Regions from separate parts of the Gossypium hirsutum genome. Here all the other regions are linked to region 1. The links are chromatin contacts, called in public Hi-C maps. All regions are on one chromosome and are shown on one strand. The core of a region is the stretch at or near the end of the contact, and the rest is flanking DNA. Distances in the headings are between cores, read along the strand shown. Region 1 holds the start of LOC107922578 (zinc finger protein SHOOT GRAVITROPISM 5). Region 2 holds the start of LOC107921200 (non-functional NADPH-dependent codeinone reductase 2). Region 3 holds the start of LOC107921426 (non-specific lipid-transfer protein 4).

Evidence for each region. A called contact is a pair of places that touch in the nucleus more often than the background predicts.
Region 2: a Hi-C map of leaf shows a contact between it and region 1, with 1.9 times the contacts expected there. The contact joins the promoter of LOC107921200 here to the promoter of LOC107922578 in region 1. A contact is called at or near these places in 4 of 34 Hi-C or Micro-C datasets (callus, hypocotyl and leaf).
Region 3: a contact with region 1 is called in a Hi-C map of leaf, with 1.8 times the contacts expected there. The contact joins the promoter of LOC107921426 here to the promoter of LOC107922578 in region 1. A contact is called at or near these places in 5 of 34 Hi-C or Micro-C datasets (all in leaf).

The regions. Positions count from the first base shown.
Region 1 is chrD01:42,300,502-42,304,990 of Gossypium_hirsutum_v2.1, reverse strand. LOC107922578 (zinc finger protein SHOOT GRAVITROPISM 5) reads right to left here and starts at 2,824. Exons shown (of 3, transcript XM_016852668.2): 1 at 2,390-2,824; 2 at 1,896-2,295; 3 at 546-1,453. The coding sequence starts at 2,510. The coding sequence ends at 733.
Region 2 is chrD01:42,559,951-42,563,890 of Gossypium_hirsutum_v2.1, reverse strand. It overlaps LOC107921200 (non-functional NADPH-dependent codeinone reductase 2), which reads right to left and starts at 2,211. Exons shown (of 3, transcript XM_016851082.2): 1 at 1,777-2,211; 2 at 1,456-1,699; 3 at 756-1,335. The coding sequence starts at 2,150. The coding sequence ends at 931.
Region 3 is chrD01:42,747,531-42,752,094 of Gossypium_hirsutum_v2.1, reverse strand. It overlaps LOC107921426 (non-specific lipid-transfer protein 4), which reads left to right and starts at 1,327. Exons shown (of 2, transcript XM_016851277.2): 1 at 1,327-1,729; 2 at 2,340-2,573. The coding sequence starts at 1,381. The coding sequence ends at 2,356.

The DNA of each region.
Region 1 (4,489 bases), core at 1,575-4,074:
AAAAATACAACTTACAAATTTTGTGAGCCTCAGCCTGTTTTTCTTTTTCCTTTTTATCTTACTTTAGTAGGAAAACCCATCATAGAGAGTTCTATTCTCAATTTATGGTCTAATCCGGTTCAACTTTAAATATAGTCAGAACTTGTATATCTCGAAATATATTGTAACAAAACATATATGTCAGTGCCTAATCTAGGATTATTCAATAAGTTTCACACACACACACACACACACAAGTATATATAAGGCTTAGGCTAGTGGCTAGAAGAATAATCTGAAATGATTGGTTACTCTCCAAGCTTTATGATGGGATTCAGCATATTTGAAGTCAAGCGGACGATAAAAATGTGCCCTGATGTTTAAAACATTCACATGGCATACCTGCAGGTGTAGCAGTGCAATAAGCGGTTGAGAAAATCTCAAGGCATGACCATTTGTTCATATATCTTATATAGATACTGTACGTCACACTGCATTTAATTAAATTGCAATGTCTACCCCCCCCCTTTTTTTTCTATTAAACAAATGAAGATATAGTAAATCGATTCAAGAACTGCTTAAAACGACCATTTTCTTCTTCTTTTTCTTATATCAAATCCACGATAGTGGTTAGAATAAGTGAAGAAAAACTAGTTGACAAAGCAAAGAAAAACTCAACATGCAGATCAAAGAACAAAGAGATTTAAGGGCTAATGGGGGTTGATCATTTATCATTGCATGATCAACTTGCCGTCACTCTCCTTCCCCTTCTGTTGTGGCCGAAGACATGTAACTCATAGCAAGTGAGGTCTCATCATCTGGACCAGCAGCTGTTGATGTTTGGAACTGATGCTTGCAAGTTTGACAAGTGATCTGCATGATTGTAGCACTTATCTTCTTTGTGGCTTGATCTTTCAAGGCTTGAGCTTTCTCCAGTTCACCTTGCGCTTGTTGCCTTATCCTCTTTGCACTAGCGAACTCAAGCTCAGCCATCTCGATCTGCCTCTTAGCTTCTTGTCTAGCCTTTTCGGCGTAGGCCTTCTCGGCCATGGCCAACTTTAGCTGCCCACTTGCGAACTCTTTCAACCTAGTAGCTTCCAATGTCGTTTCACTTGCATTCTTTTCACCACCGTCGTTGGACCCTATCGATAGCTTCAAATGTGTAGCGTACTCCTCATCTGAATCCCTCGAGTTAGCGGTTGATGAAGGTAGAAGTTGAAGTTCAAGATTGTGTTGCAGTTGTTGGCGCTGATGGTCTGAACCAGACACACGCTTGTACAAGAAAACAGGCTCCGTTGATTTTGTTATCGGCAATCCATGCAATGGGGCGATGCTAAAGTTGGCATCGCTTGAAGGACTAGTGCTTGAAGCCGTTCGAGAGGAGCAGGCTGCTGCAGGTTGCAGCTGCGCCTGCAACTCAGGTTGAACTCGTCGAATGGTGCAAGCATCTTGGTGTTCAATGAAACTCTCCACCCTGAAACGACACAGATTAGATGAGAATTTGGACTGTTCCATTTTTAAATAATCAAGTTTGGATTATACAGACTAAGTCAAGGAAGCAACCAAGTCCTCTTCATGTAGGGTTAACGAGGAACAAAGCAATATAAAATTGACTTTAGTTAACTATAGGTCGGATTATGAGACTAGGTTTCCTGTATTAAAATACTAATTAAAAAATGAACTGGGGTCTGAATTCTAGTGTCTGTAAACGACTATTTTGCGTGTAATTGGGTTTTAATTAAGTAAACAAACAAAAACATGTTATGGGGAATAGGGAAGAGGAAATCAATCTTGGATTTCGTTTTTTAGGATAATTTTGAGGGTATTTTTAGGGTTTGAATGTGGAAAAAAATTGAGAGGAAAGAGGAAAGAGGAGGTTGTATTTTGGGGGTATGAAGAAGTGAAGTGAGAGTGACCTGGAAAAGACACGGCCACAGTCACAAGAATGGCCTCGGGTGCCACAAGTCTTGAGATGAGCCTTGTAATCAGACTGAACAGCGTAACCTTTAGAGCATTTCTCGCAAACCCACTGTTTCTGATTGCTGTGTTTCCGCCGGAAATGTTTCTTGATGCCAACCAGATCACCTAAAGCATGGCAAGGGTCATGGTGCAAGCAGGTTGGCTCGGGGCAAACGAACACCCTCTTCTTCACCTCTTGTGATTCCCTTTTCAGCAGCTTCCATGGCACCTTATGCCTTCTCCTATGCATTTGCAGGTTCTGGTCTCTTTGAAACCCTTGGTTGCAGATCTCACAAACATATCTATCCGATTCCAGCAACGTTTTTGGAGATAAAGAAACCACCTCTGCATCAGGATCTACAAACACAAAATCAATTCAATTATGAACAAAACAAAAAACAGAAGAATAGGGTATTAAACTAATGAATTAAAACATATAAGCTAGTACAACCTGGGGTGCCTGCTGGCTTTCTTTTTCTTTTATGGGTGGCCCCATTTTCCAAAGGAGTGAGGGGATCAGAGGAGGAAGATGGAAGGGGTGCAGCAGAAATTGAAGAGTTGTTGTCTAACATAGTGATGGTTGCAGTTCACTATATGTGTTGTGTGGGTGATGGAGTTTGAAGTGAAAAAACAAATCAATCAATCTTGCTTTAGCTGTACAGGTGGTGGAGGGCTTGGCTTGGAGTAGCTAGTGGGGGAGGGGAAATTCAGCTTTACTGATAACACTACACAAAGGAAAATGGGGATCAGAGAGAGAGGGAAGGGAACATGGAGAAGAAGAAAAAGCTATTGCTTTCTGCCATCAACTTTCTTTCTTTTAAGCTTTATTTAAAAAAAGTTTTCTTGGTTTTGCTGTTTCAATTAGACCCCCACCATGAACAGGTAAGGTTGAGGCAAGTCTTACTTATAAAGCTCCTTTGAATGAGAGAGAGGAGAGGGGGCTGATTCAATCACAAATGCTTGTGTTTTGGGGGCCCACACCCACATAATAACACACAGGCATTTGGACAGGAACAAAAAATCATCCCCACAACAAAACAAACTGTCATTATTCAATCACACAGTAATTTGCATGAATTTATTTCTTTATTATTCATATATTATTCCTATTTGTATATATGAATAGGAACTGCAGGCCACACCTCCCTTCCATTTCCACCTGACCTTTTTTTTTTCTCTTTTCATTTCCCTTTTGTGAGAAAAAGTTGAGATGTAAATCTTGGGGGGGGGGGTGAAAATGGATTATTTGTTTGATTAAGCAAAATTTAACTAAAACCCTAAATTAGTACTGTTTTCTTTCAGTTTTTCTAAAGATGAGGGAAACAAGATTTGTCACTTTCAAGAAGGTTGTAATCATTTCTATAAGAGAATTTTTTTTTCTCTCTTTTTCTTTTACTTATTTAAAATCTCCTCCCCATCCTTCAAAATTTGCCCTATTCCTCATTATGTAACTCTTTCTCCAATAAAGAAAAAAGGATATTGGAACCCTAATAATTCTATTTGCCAGAAAGTTACTGTTTTATCACTCAGCTAATGAGCTCAAAAGAGTTATTGTGGTAGATACTGATTTTGCCTATACATATAAAAAGTTGAAAAAATAAAGTTTTGAATGAAAAGTATTTGAGCTAAAGATAGAATTACAGTGATGAAATTCAACTCAATTGAAGTACGTATCTACATTGTGATATTAAATAACAATATTATATATAAGATCATATTGGCTCTGTATATGAAATGGGTTTGCATGGGTTCCAACAAACACTCTTATTCTTTTATCATAAAACATCGTTAATTATCATCATGGAATTGTGTAAACCCTATAGATGATGATAATGGTTTAAATAACATATCGATAAATATTAACAGAATCTTTTTTACTACCCCACTTATTCAATCAACATTTTAATTCAATTATCAAATAATGTGTTTGAATTACTTTCTTTAATGATAACTTGTTATAACAATATTTCATTATAATAATCAAAATTTTAGTAGAATCAACTTTTATATTTTTATTTTAATCATTTAAAACAATTCACTTATAACCAGAGGGGAAATCATAAAATTTTTTTAGGGGACCAAAATTAAATTGTAATTTTTACTATAGTAAAAATATAATTTATCATTTTAATAGCCTATATCTTTATATTTTTTAAAGGATTAAATCAAATTTTTATCATTTTAAGGGGTCAAGGTGTAATTTTACCTTTACTAATTTAAAATTTTAAAGGGCCTAAATGAAAAGTTTTCCATATTGGGGGAGATCGGGGCTCGTGCCATCCCCACAATAAGCATAGTTATGAAGTACATTTCTTTTATTAAATTACTTCTTTATAACAACATATTATTTAAAATTTTAAGTAATATTATAATTTTTATCATATAAGCAAGTCTATTAATTATAATTTATTAAATAAAAATGATCTTAATTAAAATATTATTCCAATAAAAAAATTTAAATTTTACATGGAAAAATCTATTAATCATATTTTATTAAATGAAAATAATGTTCAATGAGTGAAATTAAAAATATTAATTCAATAAAATATTA
Region 2 (3,940 bases), core at 962-3,461, 260 kb before region 1:
TATTAGCATTATTAAAATACTTTGTTAAATTCATGTTCATTATAATGTCATTTTTTTAATTACATAAATACCGAGTATTTTTTATTTAAAAATGTGACATCAAAAAAATTGACAAAAAAAATAACAATGTTAACAATGAGACTTAATTTTCAATTCTAAAAAGTAAATGACTAAATTATTGCAAATAAAAGTACAAGGACGAAATCTCAAATTTGTGAAGAGTACATAGACTTATGGCACATTTTAACATTTATACTACAAAACATTTACTATTAAAATATTTATAATTTTAATAGATATTTATTATTTAAAATATTAATATTGAATATTTTTTCAATAATATATGATGAATATTATTTAACATTATTATTTTTAAAATTTATTATTAAAATAAAATTGAAATATTAAATAATATTAATAATTTATTATATGATTAGATATAGATAATTAAATATGTATGTTTGATAATATTGAAAATTATAATATTTTATATTAATATTTTATTAATTTTACATATTTTAAACATAAAAATAAAAAATTATTATTAATATAATAATATTAAGCTTTACTTAAATTAATTTTTATATAAAAATAAAATCACTGGAGTTTTTATTTCTAGAAAATAAGTTATGTTTTTTCAAAAGGTAAATATGGGAAAAAATTCCAAAAATTATTTTCAGTACTTTCCGGTGATTTTCTAATACTTGCAACATGTTACTCCACAAGAAAGGACAAACAGAAAAATAGGATGACTCTTGACTCAATAAGCTCCACAATCACATTTTATTGTCCCCATAGTTCTCGTCTGCTAAATGCTGGTTCCAACACAATAAAATGATGGTCCCATATATACACAATACCACCAAACTATAAAGATTTGCATATGGGTCCATTTGGTTTATTTGTAATAAATCCGGTAGATAATGAAAATCAAATCTCTCCATCCCAAAGCTCTTCAAGAGACTTGTAAGGACCATCATCTGATACAAATTCCCCAGCTGGAAACCCTTTGAACTGTGGAAGTTGGCTTATCTTGCGAGACTCCTCAGCACTGAGCTTCCAATCAAAGATATCAAGGTTTTGTTTCATCCTTTCCTTGTTGAAGCTCTTCACAAGCACACATACTCCTTGTTCATATGCCCATCTCAAACAAACCTGAGCAAGCGATTTTCCCTTGGCTTGGGCAATTTCTTTGAGTAGCTCACATTCCATCACCCGATTTGTTCCCCACAGCGTTCCTTTTGCCCCCAAAGGAGAGTAAGACTCGATAAGTATGCCCTTCTCATCGCAAAACTTCCTCAGTTTCTTTTGCTGCCACATTGGGTTCATCTCCACCTTTCACCCCATACATCAATTCATACGAATCCATCATTAGTTACTTATACTATTAATTTTAATTGAAAAACATTAAGCAGATGATACAAAACATTAGGTAGAAATTAAAGTGGTCCTCACTTGGTTCACTGCAGGTGGGATTTTGGCAGTGGAAAGGATAGTTTCGAGTTTCTTGCAGGAGAAATTGCTTACTCCTATAGATTTTGTTAGGCCAAGAGCTTGACACTCCTCCATTGCTTCCCACACAGATTTTAGATCAATAGGAACAAGGTCCTTCTTCTTAACAGGCAACTCATATTCCCCAGGCTTCACGCTCACTGGCCAGTGAATCAGATACAGATCAAGATATTCCAACTTCAAATTTCTATACAAATCAAGAAACAATAAGTAAACCAATAAAAAGCACATAGTGAAAACATCAAGGGAACAAAGGGATAATACTTGAGTGTTTTTTTGAGTGCTGGGAGAACACAATCATGGTGTGCATCGCTACACCAGAGCTTGGAAGTGATAAAGAGTTCGTCTCTGGATTTGATTAACCCTAGACGAAGAGCATCTGATATTGCTTCACCTAAAGGCTGTTCAGTTTGGTAAAGAGCAGCCGTATCGAAGTGACGGTACCCTACTTCGATAGCTTCGAGAATGGTTTGTTTCATGGTATCGATGGAAGCACCGAAAGGGTATTCGGCTGTGCCAAAACCTAGAAGGGGAATAGCTTTCTCATTGGTTGAATGAAGAGGGAAAGTTGGGACGCTTTGATATGAAGTGGCAGACAACTGTGAACTGCTTTCTTGCATTTTGGTTCTAGCATCCATGTTTACTGTATCTGTCAATAGTATCCTTCACCATGCCATCTCATATATATTACAAATTTTTGAGTCATTGGTCTTTTTTAATTATTACTTTGATGGACGTCTTTTTCTATTTAGAAAAAGAATTCTATCTAAATAATAAATAAATTCAAGTGGGTGTTCATTATTAGAAAAAGAATTCTATCTAAATAATGAATAAATACAATCCCCCCGCGGAATAAGTGGGTGTTCATTATTGACCAACACCCCATTCTTTGAAAATCGAAAGAAGAAGAAGAATATTTTCAACCTTGATATAACGTGTAAAGACAATGATCAAATTTGTTGGTGTTAATGAGATTTGAGATTGTGTCTTGTGGCTTGAGATTCAAAAATGTATTTTTGATGTTGATGGAGTCTTAATTTGATTGTCATGTGTATTGTTGTCAATATAAGAGGAGGTAATTAGTTCGAGTAAATTGAAGCGTATTATAGGTAGTTTTAGGTATTATCCCAAAAAGAATAAATATAATAGAATGTATGATAAAATTGTTAAAAAAAACGTGTTTTTAATATTAAATAACGTTTTTTACAATAATAATATTAGGAGGAGTATCTATACTATTTAAAAAGAGGTTGATTGAGTTGATCACTCTCAATTAAGCTTTAACTCAGTTTTTAAATTACTATAAGACTATTATTTAAAGGTTTATTGCACACTTTAGTTCTTGAAATATACCAGTTTCTTACATTGGTGACTAAAGTTTTTTCTTAGCCCACTTCAATCTTTAACATTATTTGATGTTCTCAATTTAGTCCTTATCATTATCAAACCTTCTCTGTTCAATGTTTTGGTCACTAAATTAGGAATGTCTAATAATGTTAGGGATTGAAGTAGGCAAAATAAAACTTTAAGGACCAAATTGAGAAAAGCAATATATTTCAAGGACTAAAGTGTGCATTAAGCCTTATTTTAAAAAATAATAAATACTATTTTGAAGATATTTTTATCTTTTTTTCATACAAAATCTAGTAAAACATAGGATTTGAACCCAAAATTTCATAAAACTTACCAACCAACATAACCATTTCAATTATAAAGTAATATTTAATTCTCATTTTAATTTTAAAAATTTTATAAAACCCTAAAAAATATTCTATTTTTTCTCCAAGTTATTTGTTTCTTCTCTTGTATTTTGCCCGACGACGGTGCCAATCTCCGGGTTGGCTACTACTGGCCTGTCTTTCTTTTCTTTTTTTCTCCTTTTTCACTTCATGATTTATTTTGTGGGTATCTTTAACGTCTTTACAAATTGTGATGGATAGATGATAATGTCAATTGTTATTGACACTCCATCACCCATCGACAGTTTCTCTTAAAAAGTGGATGGTTCTTTGTTGGTTTCTTAATATGTTTCCGTTTTAAGAGTATTTCAAAATAATAAATGACTTCACGAGTTAGTTTGGACCCATGTTGTCTTAAGTTTTATATGTTTTTTTCATTGTTAAATAAGTCTTCACTTATGCATGTAGACTTGCTTTTGCAAGTGGGTTTAGGGATAGTTTTGTTGCTACCCTCTTCAATTTGGTGGATGTTTAGTTCTTTTGTCGATTTAGACCATATAGGATGAATTTCTTTATCGTATTAAGTGATTGCCTTTCATTGCCCATGAGGGGTGTTTGTTATTTAAATCAAATATATCGTGCTTGAGTTATGACAAAGCCGATTGTCAATGTTACATAATGTTCATTTGATGCTAAGGCTGAAGTCTTTATTTTGTTGATGGAGCTTGTCGGGTGTTTGTTATTTTTTC
Region 3 (4,564 bases), core at 78-2,577, 450 kb before region 1:
AAATTGAGGTGCACATGCAGGATGGCCCACAATGACTCAACTATTAACTTCCTTCAGGAAAACACTTATCCAAGGAACCACATCAAGCCCTCAGCTATATAAACATTCTATATTGTGTAGATGACTCCAATACATTACTTTACATATCAAAACTCTATCAAGCATTCTCTAGAACCTTCTATTCCTCTCCAATCCCACAAGAACAACATTAATAGACTCTTTGCACCTTCGTATAATTCCTCATCAACCTTCATCACTAAATCTTGCATCAACAATTCAAATAAATTTTTTTGGTGCAGATAGATATACCTTTAGACTGTACATTGCTCTCTTCATATATCTGACCCCTCTATTCTCAATATTTGATTAAAAATATTCAAGCAAAGCTTTTAAAAATATCATATAATATTGTTGGTAAAATTAAAACTCTTATCATTAAAATTTAAACAATTGTCAGACCTTTCACTATAATATTTTTGTCAAGAAAATAATATCAACCTCAAGACTACAAATGTGGTAATATTGAACAATATATATTCTCTTAATAATTTATAAAATAAATATTTTATTTTTAATAGTAAAAAATATATTAAATTTACTAAAAAAAGTATAAAATGAAGCAAATAGTAAATTATGTAATAAGATATGTTTTTTTAGTTGGAGTGTGTTTGGGGACAATAATGACTAATAATTAGGTTGTAATCCAATTTGCTTGACTCTTGATTTAATTTCAGATTATTGGTTGAAGTCACTAAATATATGTTGTTTTTATTATTTTCTGCTTTGATTTTCATTGATCATGCATGGTGTTGATATTTAAGAAACAATTAGGATATGAAAGCATATAGGAGAGCACATACGTCAAGTATATGCTTTTCTTATTGAGATCATGTCATATCCAGCAGTTGGTTAATAAGTTTAAGCCACGTATAGTCTAATATATTTCAATATATCATAGTGGAGCAAATTATTGAAAGCTCCAAGAATGCCAAAAAGATAACGGAAACCCTTTGATGCATATGTTAACACTGCCACCTACCCTAAGGCAATCTGAAGAAGAGAACATGCCAGAAAAAATTTAACAAAAAGCCAAGGAAATAGCATTCTACTTATGAACCAAAATCTACCAAAGTAACAAGCGATGGATCCTTTCAGTGGGAACATTCAACTAATCATTACATCTTGAATAACCTGAGGGAAGAAGAAGACACAAAATGCTTCCACGTAAGTCTCCCACAACCACCGCACTAAACCCAAATTTCACCACCCCACAGGCCGAAACCCTTTTTTTTATTATTAAAATATGTGTATAAATATGCATTGGTGGAGGTCAGCAAAATCAGTGTGGAAAAAGAGTGAGTTTCGCGGAGTGTAACAGAGATGGCTTTGAGCTTGAAACCTTATTGTCTGGTTGTTTTGTTTTTGATTTCGATAAGTTTGAATGCATTGGTCAGTGATGCAGGTGCAGCAGGAGAGTGCGGGAGGACCCCAATCAGGTCGGCTGCAGCAAGCTTAAGCCCATGCCTGGGAGCGGCTCGGAATGCAAGGGCTAAAGTTCCTCCAGCTTGCTGCGCCAAGGTGGGTGCCTTACTCAGGACTTCTCCAAGGTGCCTTTGTGCTATTTTGCTATCACCATTGGCAAAGCAGGCCGGGATCATGCCTGGGATTGCTATTGCCATTCCCAAAAAATGCAATATTAGGAACAGGCAAGCTGGCAAAAAATGTGGAAGTAAGTACACTACCTCATTCTCTTCTTTATCTTTTGAAAGTGGTGTTTAACTTAACCAAACATTTACATAAATTAATGCCATGTTTTGGGCTCAAGACTGGCAAATAACAACGGCCATTGTGCATGTGCATGTTTCCTTTTGGGCTTGGTTTTGAAGATTAAAGGTATAAACGTAAAGCCCTAAAGTGATTAGCACAAGCTCGGCAACCCCAGAACATCAAGACCAAGCTGACTGGTCCAAGACATTCTCATTTTTAAACGGGCTTTAACTTTTTTCCCCTTATAAAATTAACTAGACTAGAATTCATACCACCCATTTTGGGGGAAAAAAATCTTTTAATATAATTTGTTAAAAAATAAATTAAAATTTAAAAATAATTTGTTAAGTTTATGATTATTTTTACTGCTAATTTTTATTACTATAAATAAAAAGAAAAATATATCTTAGTGGATAATATTTTTAGAGTAAATGGCATATATTATTGAAAACTAAGTATTTTATATAGTTATATTATTTGATATCATTAAAATGACATATATATTTTTAAAATTTTTAAAAAAAGTATTCCAATATGTTGAGGCTAACTAGTAAAATTTCGACACTTTTCAGGGTATACAGTCCCATAAGAAGGCAACGATGAAGGAGAATAATGGGTGATTTTGTAGGAGGGAGAAGCTGAGAGCTATGAATAAAGTATTGGTGCATGGTTACTTGGTGATTCATATATTAGTTTTAATGTAATGTTGAGAATTTGTGTAAGATGTGGAGGTTGCTTCAACACCTACGTCTTCTTTTATGTACCTTCACCTTTACATTATAATAATAATAATCCTTAAATACAAACCCTCTCTCTCTCCATCAATGCAAACCATAATAATAATTTGTTACTACAATAGATTTCGCATTGGATTAATTATTTTTGGATTAAATTGTAAAGTTAAAATATATTTTAAATTCTTATATTTGGAATTTAATGATTATATTTTTATTTTTAGGAATTTAGTTATTTTATTTTTTGGATCTAGTTATTAACACCGTTAATTTTTTTTTGTTAAATTCTCTAGTGTGACATATTGAAATTAAAAAAAAAAAAGAATACTCATTTGTATCCATGTAACAAAATAAGATAATATTGTAATGGACTTGAATGTAATACATAATTTTAATGATATTAACAATTATTATAAATTCACTCAATATTTTAATCAAAATAAAATATTTAGATTAACTAATGACATTATAAAAGTTGAGATACCAAATTATATAAAAATAGAGATTATATTTCAAAATTAAACATAATATAAGGACCAAAATTGAAATTTAACAATTAATATATAATCTTTAAAAAAGACATAAAAGAAAAAGTGTCTATTTGGAAAGGTGTTAAATAAGAAATGCCTCACAACATTTTTATCCCTTTTTAAAGAGCGGATTTAGTAGCAATCTTAACTCATAAATGAAAGCACTGATCAACACCTTTAAATATATAAATTGAAGTTAAAAAATTTGAATAAATGAATTTGCAATTAAACATGCTGATCAAACCCTATAAATGCATCATTTAAAATAAAAAATTATAATTTAATAAATATAATTTTTCATGCGGATATATATAAAATATATTATGTAGAAATAAAAACTAAAAGATAATAAAATAATTTTTTGTTTCTATTTTTTTTCTTTTAACTGCTTGAAAAATAATGATAAATTGATTCGTAATTTGACATATACAAACACCTTTAAATATGTATTTTCTAAAAAAAGGAATTAATAAAATATTTTTTACTAGATAAAATGTAAATTTTAAATCAAAAGAATTCATAGTTAAAATATTAAGGTATATATTTTTTCTTAAAATAGACATTTTAACTTATAGATAGATTTTTTTTTTGTGTGTTAAAAATGCGTTTTTAAGAAATATTTATGTTAGTAGTTTAATTGAAATAGTGGAGGATAATAAATTTGGACTAATTAATTCATAGTAAAAGTAGAACATTTTATATCAAATTAAAATATGAAGATTAAATTTCAAATGTGATTATAATTAAAAGGTCAAAATTAAAAATACACCATCAACTTTTTAATGGAAAGAGAGAGAAAGATAAAAAAAAAAGAATTAGTAAACGTGTCTTGAAATTAACCCTTATGGACACCCTTATTATTATTATTTAAGTTTATAGATTTATAGTCGAATAGGATGACAATAGGGGAGGTGAATAATTTTTATATTTATTTTTTAACTCAATTTTATTTAAAAATTTATAATGATGTGTACTTTGCCAACTTGGAGTCTGCTGTTTTGGCATGTTTTCTCTGAAACTTTGCCTGTTCTTGTGACACAGTCTAATATAATTCTATTTTCCTTAGGGTTTTGTTTGTTGTGAGTATGTTTTTCTGAGTATAATAGAGGGTTTAAATTAGGGATTTGGACATTGGTTGAAAAATTAACTTTGATATGGAGGTTGGTATTGCAGATCTGCGACTTGATGATGGGGAGGAAGAGGGTGGATGGAGGTTTGCAGAGGGAAGAATCGAGGCAGGAGTTTTGTTTGGTTGGTTGTTTTTTGACAGCAAGTGTGGTACACTTCCCGACCATGAGGAACACGTTGGCTAATTTATGGCATCCGATTGGAGGGGCTTTAATTTCAAATCTGGCCAAAAAGAGGTTTTGTTTAAGTTTTATAATGAAGTAGATATAAATAAGGTCATTAATGGTGCTCCATGGACATTTAATAATCATCTGTTGGTGTTCCATCGTCTATTGGAGAATGAGGATTCGATGGATGTAGCATTGGTACATTCTTTTTTCTGGGTTTAGATCTATGACTTGCCGC